Regions from separate parts of the Mus musculus genome. Here all the other regions are linked to region 2. The links are chromatin contacts, called in public Hi-C and HiChIP or PLAC-seq maps. All regions are on one chromosome and are shown on one strand. The core of a region is the stretch at or near the end of the contact, and the rest is flanking DNA. Distances in the headings are between cores, read along the strand shown.

Region 1 (2,700 bases), core at 112-2,611, 120 kb before region 2:
CATCCCTAGGCTTCCTGGAGCATTGAGCACAGTTGCTAGCTGCCACTATGTCAGGGCTCTGAGCCTACCCATGAGCATCTGGCATCCTCAATAACCTTAGACCAGGAGTCACACAGTAGGAAAGTATCCTGTGTGCTCTCTTTCATCTTTCCCATAAGGGAAAATGTCTAAAGGTAAATGTTGTGGAGACCTATGTATAAATGGAAATCTTGGAAAATAATGCCAATTAGTCTGGTGGCCTTTTCACATTTAGGATTTCAGGGAAGTCAGTGGGAGCAAGCTTTGCTGGCCAGGCAGGGCTGGGGACACGTGTGGCTGACTGCTGCCTCTGACCCGCCTCCTTAAGTACCTGCTCTCTATTTGAGTTTAGATGGTTTTCTCTCATGACAGCTACAATGGAGGGCAGGGAGGTTTGGCAACCATGAGACTGGGGAGTGGGGGCTGGGGGGTGAGGCTCAGTGCTTGGTTGATGTACTCAGGGCCTGATGGAAAGACTTGGCTAAGGTGTACACCTACTTTCTCTGATGAAGGAACACCCCACTGATGGCATGGGTCAGAGCTGTAGCAAGGCATAACTAGCAGGGTTTCTCTTATAATAGTGTCCACAGAAGGTTGAGGGAGGAATATGCATTTGGTTCCAGAAGCTTAAAAGCTGTACATAGTGAGGCAGCAGTTTCACTCTTCTCTCCTACCCTGTGCTTTCTAGAGTGAAACTTGCAGAGCACACCACACAGAACATGCATTTAACTTTGAGTCTGGTATTGTGTGCAATTCTGACAAGAACCTTCAAGAGCAATCCTGATCTCTGTGTCACATGGGCCAACCCTGGGCTGGCAGGTGTTGGCAAACCAGGTCAGAGAGGGTCTTCCTTAAGAGCCATCTAGTCCCTGGCCTACATGGTGGGGACAGCAGTTTCATAAGCCCAGAAGAGCAGGTGCAGCAGGCGCCGCAGATCGCAGAGCTGCTGACCCACTTGCCACTCTAATCCTGAAGCCGAGGGGCTCCTATGTGACACAGGCTCCAGGATCTGTGTGGTGTGCTCCTTACTCCTGGTTCTTTCCTTCCTAGCACCTAAACAGCACCCATAGGGGATCAATGTGAGTAAGATCTATGAAGCAAGAATCACATACATAAATTAGGTAACAGATATACATACCAGCCAGAGAGGCCTAGACTAGTGGTTCTCAACCTATGGGTCGTGACCCTTCTGCGGGGGGTGGGGGTAGGGGGAGGGCTGAATGGCCCTTTCACAGGGGCCACTTATGACCATCGGAAAACAGATTTACATTATGATTCATAACAGTAGCAAAGTTACAGTTATGAAGTAGCAATGAGTAACTTTATGGTTGGGGGGGGGGAGGTCACCACAATCTGAGGAACTGCATAAAAGAGTTCCTTTAATAGGGCATTAGGAAGGTTGAGAACCATTGGCCTAGACAGATTCAGATTTGGGAATTCTTCAATGAAGGTTATGTGTCAGTTTTACCACAAGCATTTGGGGCTCCCAGGGTTATGTGACATCACCTTCATTCTAACCTGAAGCTCATTCCAACTGGGTCTCTGTTGTGTGCAGCTATAAACACAAGGAGCTAGGAATGTCAACAAGGGGTCTTCATCAACATAGCAGGAGGGAACTCACATGGTGCTCACTGTACTTTAACCCTCAAAAACTTTATGTGACTGACCCACTGAAGACTACTGTGCAGGCCAATGTCCCCAACTCTGCCTGGCAGTACTAGTGGGGCAGTGCAGAACCCGAATCTAAGCATTGCTCCTGAGTCACAGGATATATGATAGCTGAGTAAAGAGGTCCCAGCCCAGCCCTAAGCTGAAAGCTCGGCTTGTGCATGCTGACTCCACCCAAGCCTGCAGACAAGCTCCCATAGACACCGGACCACACTGGAGAGCTGAGGAGCAGCATGAGGCCTGGCCAGCACGTTATCCTCCACACGAGTGAAACAGGAAGGGAGAACGTGCTGCAGCGAGTGCCTCTGTGTCCTGGCCCCGCTCTGTGTCCCTTCTGCTCATCTCTTAGCCAAGGTCAGACATCCTACCCGGGCTGGGATACAGCTGTAGCCCCGTGCTGGGTGAACTGCCCCTCAGATGGGAGGTGGCTGGCCTCTGCCGTCTGAGCTCTGTGCAGCGGCCTGGTGCCTGTGGTGAGCACACTCTGCAGGGCCAGGACCGCTCCATACCTCGTTTCCCAGCAGAGCAGACACGCAGGCTTCAGAAGCATCACAGATGGCTGTCAGGTCATGGCCTCCCTCAAGGGCCAGCACAAGCCGGCCACCAGCTAAGCCCATCAGCTGTTTTGTCAAGTACCCAAAACCTGCAAAGGCAGAGGGACACGTTGAGTGGAGCGCGCCAGATACTCCCCTCAACATCCCTAATAAACACAGGAGCTGGGTATCATCTTCAGTAACTGAGGCTCGCTTAACATGCTTATTAGTTTGGCTTTTGGATTGTATCTTCATCCGACTGACTGAATTTTGGTTTCAGTGCTGTATCTTCCCCATCTAAGGCTTTGCACTCCCTGCCTTCCTGGGCATCTGATATGCTGTGTACATACATATGCAAGTGGAAGGCAGCATGCCCATGTCAATGCTGTGTGTGGCACGGAGCTTTCCCACATTCATGTCTGGGCATCTGCTTCCATCTAGGGTCACAGTCTTCCCTGTTTTCAGTCAACACCCAGCACAT
Region 2 (2,700 bases), core at 123-2,622:
AGGCCTAAACAAAGGGAAGGGTCAGGCCTGAGCCACAAAGAACCCCAAACTGTCTACCACTAGAACATCTTCCCTAGGAAGATATAAATGTAGAAAGTGGCAGTATGCACATAGCCAAGAAGCTCTAGAAACAAGAAACACACAGCATGTTCACAGAGGAACATGTGTGGAAGACAGCACACCCACAGGCAGGCACTGTCCAAGGGAAGAGCAGGCCTAGCTTAGCCATAGGGGGTCCTGGCACAGTACACATAGCTGGGTGTGTCAGAGGCTCAACAAGCACTGAGTGAGCCAGCAGGTGTGTGACAGCAAGGATGCAAAGGAATACACAGAAGAAACATCTTTGTCTGGATGGTCGCCTTAGCCACGTTGTAGTGTCTCCTGACCAGGGGCAGGTGTCTTGTGGAAGGTGCTATACATTGGCTCTCAGGGACAGGTCCGCCTCAGAGAACAACATGATCCATCAGACATTTATAAATGGGCACACAGATAGGATGATGACCTAGACAGGTCTGCAAACAGCACTCATCTCTCTGCTCCAGAACATCTTCATCCCTGGGGGATGGGGAGTAACTGGGTGCATTGTTTCAGGACAGTTTTACTCAAAGTAGAGGAGGAGAAAATAACCTTGGAAATAAGATATGCATGTTCCCCCAGAGCCCATGTAACAAGTAATGGATGACGACTACAAAGGGTAGTGCAGCAGTACCCACAGGCTCTTGAACTACAAGCAGCAGCTCTCAATATAGGCACCTTCAGTCAGGCAAAGGACATGGTACAGGGACAATTATCTCAAGCAAAGATGCAGCCCCAGCTCTGATGCCCACTGGGAATGAACTAACCTTACCTACTCCAGACATCAGCTGTCTATCTGTAGAAGCAGAAGTTGTGGTAGCCAACTCACAGAGGACTTGAGGAGAAGGGAAAGGCCATAACCTGGGGCCTTGTGGCCTATGAGGTTTGGGGTCAGACCTGCCCAGCTACATCAGTCCTGCAGAACCACCTTCCAGCTGGACTCCCTTGTCTGTTGATCTGATCAAGACTGGCTGATATGGGGAGTTAGGTTGACTTATATTGTAGGGAAGACCATGATCTGAGTTCAGTCAGAGTCTAGGCTAGCTCCTCCCTAAGGTGCTCCACCCCACAAATGCCAAAGCATCCGACTCCCTGAAAAGGGTGAGTCAGCAACCAAACCTACTTTATGGATGAGCCTGCCTCCAAACACTGTCCACACTGTTGAACATCACAAATCAGCTAAAGGTGTCTGTGGTTAAGTGACAGGAAGCTGGGGAACAGGTAGACGTTAACAATCAGCTCAAAGGAATGAGTCACTAATCCACAACAATAAGCCCTAAGCAGCCATCAGAGTCAGCGTCGGCTCACCCTGTGGCTAAACAGTGCTGAGCCTGTTAGCCACCCTCTCTGTGACTCTGCCTGCCCTGTGGTGCTCTTGGTGTCTTGATGATACGTGTTTGAGAAGCCTGGTGCCTTGGATGCCAGGAGCGAGGATAGCATAGAGGGCATGGCAGCCAAGTGCCGAAGGGGTGGACTGACCAGTATAGGCTCCAAGATCACTCTCCCCTCCACCACAAGGGCAGTGTGGGCTCAAAGACTTTCTCTTCTGGAATTTTGTAGAATTAATATTTGCTTTAATTCATGAAAAAGACATTTTCTTTTTCTAGACTGGTGTTAGAGAATCTTCCTAGCACTGAGCCTACGTCCTAAATTAGGAGTCTCACAAGTCAGGCTCCTGTTTGACCAGTTAGGTATTGTCTAAGTGCTTCCTTCACCTGAGCTTAGTCCTCAGGGTGGGAAGAGGAAGGGAAAGGACAGTTACTGTCCTTGTCCCAAGTTGGTGCTGACCAGGTAGTAAACCAACTTCCCATGCAGCATTTAGCTTACTGATCTGCACACAGGGCACTGAGCACAGGGTGCATGGCATCACTCTGCCAGAAACGCACTGACAGTGTGTCCTCCTGGCTAGTTGCTGAGCAGCTGGAGGGTCTGAAGGATACATTCTGGCCAATACCGAGTCCTGGCACCCCAAACTCCCAACAGCCAAAAGGTCTAGTAAATGGACTGTGTGGTATGAGAGACAATGGTGATGGCCTCTGAGCAGGTATCTTAAGGACATGAAGAAAGGGCTGTGTAAAGCACACTTTGGGTGTGTAGAAAGAAAGAGCTCTACAGGAGCAGGGAAGCACAGGCTGAGGATGGAGCACAGGCAGCACTGTATGTCTGGAAGAGCACAGTGGGACAGGAGCATGGCTGTGGGTCCCAGAGCCATGATGAGGATCATGGGGCTCAGGAAGACTTAAAGGTTCATTTCCAATGCTGAGAAGGAAATAAACTAGGACCACAGTACTAACTAGTAAAGTGGGCATGGGAAAGAGGTTGGGGAGCTCTTACAGAGCCCAAGGGTTGACACCCGCAGTCATCAAGAAGCTAGAAGGGTACTCTCTGGGGCCTACGTTGAAAGGCAGTCTATTAGGACTATCTATTAGAACTATTAGGACTACCAGCCTGTATGCAGCTTGGCCAGGTCATACACTTCCAGAGGTGTGGAGGCAGAGGTCTGGTGATGGCAAGTCCAAGAGAAAATTCTGCTGACTTGGAAACCCATTCAGCACTCTGAAGAAAACCACAGTGCTTAGGATTTGTTTAAGGGTTCAAATCTCACAATCCCTAAGAGTCCACAGT
Region 3 (2,700 bases), core at 146-2,645, 66 kb after region 2:
ACTTTCCCAGGCTCAAGGAACCACTGAGACCACATCACCTGCAATAGTACCCCCCACCACACACACACACACACACACACACACACATACACACACACACACTTCCAGGAAAAGCCTATGATGACTGATTAACTGCCTATACTAAACATGTTTCAAAACCAGAGACTGTAGAACCCCCAGAAGCCACAGGGACCTGGGGTCTCATAAGCTGAGCCCTGCTTGGCTCTGTTCTCTCAGCTGCACCTGAACATTTGTCCCAGCCATGGGGCCTCACCACACCTGCAGCAGAAGCTGTACATTCCCAGAAAGGCATAAGGCTTAGGGAACAAATGACATTAACAAGCGAGCTTGAGCCTAATAAGCATTCTTCCACTACCTGGGGTCAGGGGGAAAGCGGCCATGCCTAGCATATAGTTCAGATGTTATGGGAAGCGTTGAACTCTAGCTCCACCATGGCAGAGCCCTAGAACCCACCAAGGGACACTATGGCTAAAACAGGTCACTCTGTCTTTAGCATCACATATGTTAGTATTGCTTACACCCTAGATTTACTTTTCATTCATAAATCTTCCTTAAACTGTGGCAAGGATGTAGAGGTGGAAAATTAGAAGAAAATAATGAAAGACCCTGATAACATGTTCTGCACAGGCTACCTGGGCAAGACCTCACTCAACACTACACTTGTAACTCTGCCTCTGGAGCCTCTAAGGAACTCTGTCTCAAACACAGCATGGCCTGACACAACCATAAAATATGGCCAGGGCCCCCAATATCACCCCTTAGTATCTACAACAGCTGGATTACAGAGGCTACAGCCACACATGTTCCCTAAAGATACCCTAGGAAGCCCTAATGTTTGTGTCTCCCACTGACTGCAGGACAGCAGTTACAAGTCGTTTTCCAGGAGTCTGAAGAAGCTCTGGTGAAACTTCACCTGTTCTGGCCTCTTCTGATATTACACGCCAAGACGAAAAGTGTGTCTTAGACAGAGGGGAGGAAGGAGACAAGAGGAGAGACGGCCTCACCTATGGGTGAGAAGGCCTGATGGGGAGTTCACTGAATTCCTCAGACTTCAGAAAGTTCTGTCCAGACAGCAGGAAACATACTCACTCTCTAGACTCCCCTGATGCTAAAACCACAAGGTGAATCTCACACAGGGACCTTTATAAACTCAAACAGAATGCCAACGGAAGGCAGTAACTGTTCCCAAAGAGTAAAATACCCAGTGGATGTGTCTGGAATGTCAGGGGAGAAACAGCACACAGTCCCATAAATAAGTCACATCTGAGCCTAGCATCCTGGCCCACGAGCACGGCATGCAGGGCAGTTAGGCACTCTCTGAGAGGACTTTGAGCAGCAATAGTCCCTGCCTCTCTTTCTGCAGCTGCCTGTCCTGAGGCTTTGAGGGCAAGTAGGCTTGGCAGGATGTCAGGGGTGGTGGAGCTGGGCCTGGTGTTTATGTCTGATCCAGACGACTGAGGGTTCGTGACGATTTACTGACGCAAGAGCTCCCAAGCACTGCATGCCAGAAATTAATCAGGGGAGGAAGAATTCTTTTTAAGAAACCACTTGGCCTGGGCTACAGGCCTGAGGCTGAGTGTGTAAGCGGAGCCACTCCTCCTCTGGGAGCAGCACACCCAAGTCTTCCAAGCAGCTCCAGGCTGGTAAATCAGGCCCAGGCCCAGGCTGGGGAGGTCCTGCCACAATGCCTGGCTCTGCTGTGGCTGGCCACAGTATCCAGTGGCCTGCCCCAGAGCCAATCTTCTCCCAGAGGCCCCCTTCAGATGGCGTCTGCAAGGCCCCACCAGTGTGCACACTCCATGGTTGGGGTGTCTATAGAAATGACTAGATGCCTCTGATCTTGTAATCTATTGCTATTATCCCTTTCTCAAGAACTGGATTTTAAAGTTTGCAAATCAGGAGACAACCTAAAGATGAGAAAGTTGGAATGTGAGAGATGTAGCCTTTGCAGCAGCAGCAGCCTCCTCCCAGGATGGGATGTGTGCACAAGCGAGGCTTTTTCTGCTACCATCCTCTTTGTACACCCCAGGTGCCATGTGACATCAAATGCATGGTCAACTACATACAACCATGTGACATCAAACACATGGCTAGCCATGCAAAGCCACATCACATCACATGTATGCTTAACTATATACAGCCCTGTCATATCAAATACATGGCTAACTATGCATAGCTATGCCACTTCAAATGCATGGTTCAGTATACACAGCGAGTTATATCAAATGCATATCTAACTATTTACAACCAAGTCACATCAAATGCATGGTTAATGATACTCAGCATGTTACATCAAATGCATGGATTACTCCTTACAAAAGATAAATATGCTTCTAGCATTCTATCTCAAAAAAAAAAATTACTCTAGAGAAGCCATTTTGCACTCCATCTCAAGTGTGAGAGCGCCAAACCATCCATCTGCCAGCCTCTGGTTTATTGTAGCCTTTTGGTCCTTGATTACAATCAGTGTATGAGAATAGGGGAGATCCTAGGACCAAGAACTAAGGTCTTTAACACACCCTGGCCCCACAGGACAAAGGACTTGAGTCACACTTCCACTGCCCAACAAGTAGTCTGTGCCTGGCCCCCCACAACCTGATAGCCACCATACCACCTCCTTCCAAACTACCTCTCAAGGAAACTCCTGAAAGGACTCTTCACTCATGCTAAGAGGACTGG

Evidence for each region. Hi-C and Micro-C count contacts between places; a contact is called where the count stands out from the background. HiChIP or PLAC-seq counts read pairs in DNA pulled down with a chosen protein or histone mark.
Region 1: an HNF4G HiChIP or PLAC-seq map of pancreatic cancer cells shows a contact between it and region 2. The contact joins two enhancer-like sites. A contact is called at or near these places in 2 of 484 Hi-C or Micro-C datasets (bone marrow-derived macrophages and natural killer cells), 2 of 115 datasets of contacts at active chromatin or transcription factors (bone marrow-derived macrophages and pancreatic cancer cells) and 1 of 9 other capture datasets (adipose tissue).
Region 3: a Hi-C map of CD8 T cells shows a contact between it and region 2, with 2.0 times the contacts expected there. The contact joins two enhancer-like sites. A contact is called at or near these places in 1 of 39 promoter capture datasets (pre-B cells), 8 of 484 Hi-C or Micro-C datasets (CD4 T cells, CD8 T cells, Th2 cells and 4 more), 7 of 115 datasets of contacts at active chromatin or transcription factors (CD8 T cells, the HPC-7 cell line, Th17 cells and 3 more) and 1 of 9 other capture datasets (adipose tissue).

The regions. Positions count from the first base shown.
Region 1 is chr1:91,943,705-91,946,404 of GRCm38.p6, forward strand. It overlaps Hdac4 (histone deacetylase 4), which reads right to left. Exons shown (of 27, transcript NM_207225.2): 24 at 2,196-2,329. Among named protein-coding and RNA genes, the nearest start is that of Gm46242, 65 kb to the left of the region's middle. Within about 2 kb of position 1,362, at least 15 of the 459 cell types and tissues checked have an H3K27ac peak or open chromatin away from gene starts, as enhancers often do. A contact at or near this core is called in pancreatic cancer cells, where this site is marked.
Region 2 is chr1:92,063,224-92,065,923 of GRCm38.p6, forward strand. All of the region lies in intron 2 of Hdac4 (histone deacetylase 4), which reads right to left. Among named protein-coding and RNA genes, the nearest start is that of Hdac4, 120 kb to the right of the region's middle. Within about 2 kb of position 1,373, at least 64 of the 459 cell types and tissues checked have an H3K27ac peak or open chromatin away from gene starts, as enhancers often do. A contact at or near this core is called in CD8 T cells, Th17 cells, Th2 cells and 2 more, where this site is marked.
Region 3 is chr1:92,129,151-92,131,850 of GRCm38.p6, forward strand. The region is part of intron 2 of Hdac4 (histone deacetylase 4); the gene reads right to left. Among named protein-coding and RNA genes, the nearest start is that of Hdac4, 50 kb to the right of the region's middle. Within about 2 kb of position 1,396, at least 154 of the 459 cell types and tissues checked have an H3K27ac peak or open chromatin away from gene starts, as enhancers often do. A contact at or near this core is called in CD8 T cells, Th17 cells, Th2 cells and 1 more, where this site is marked.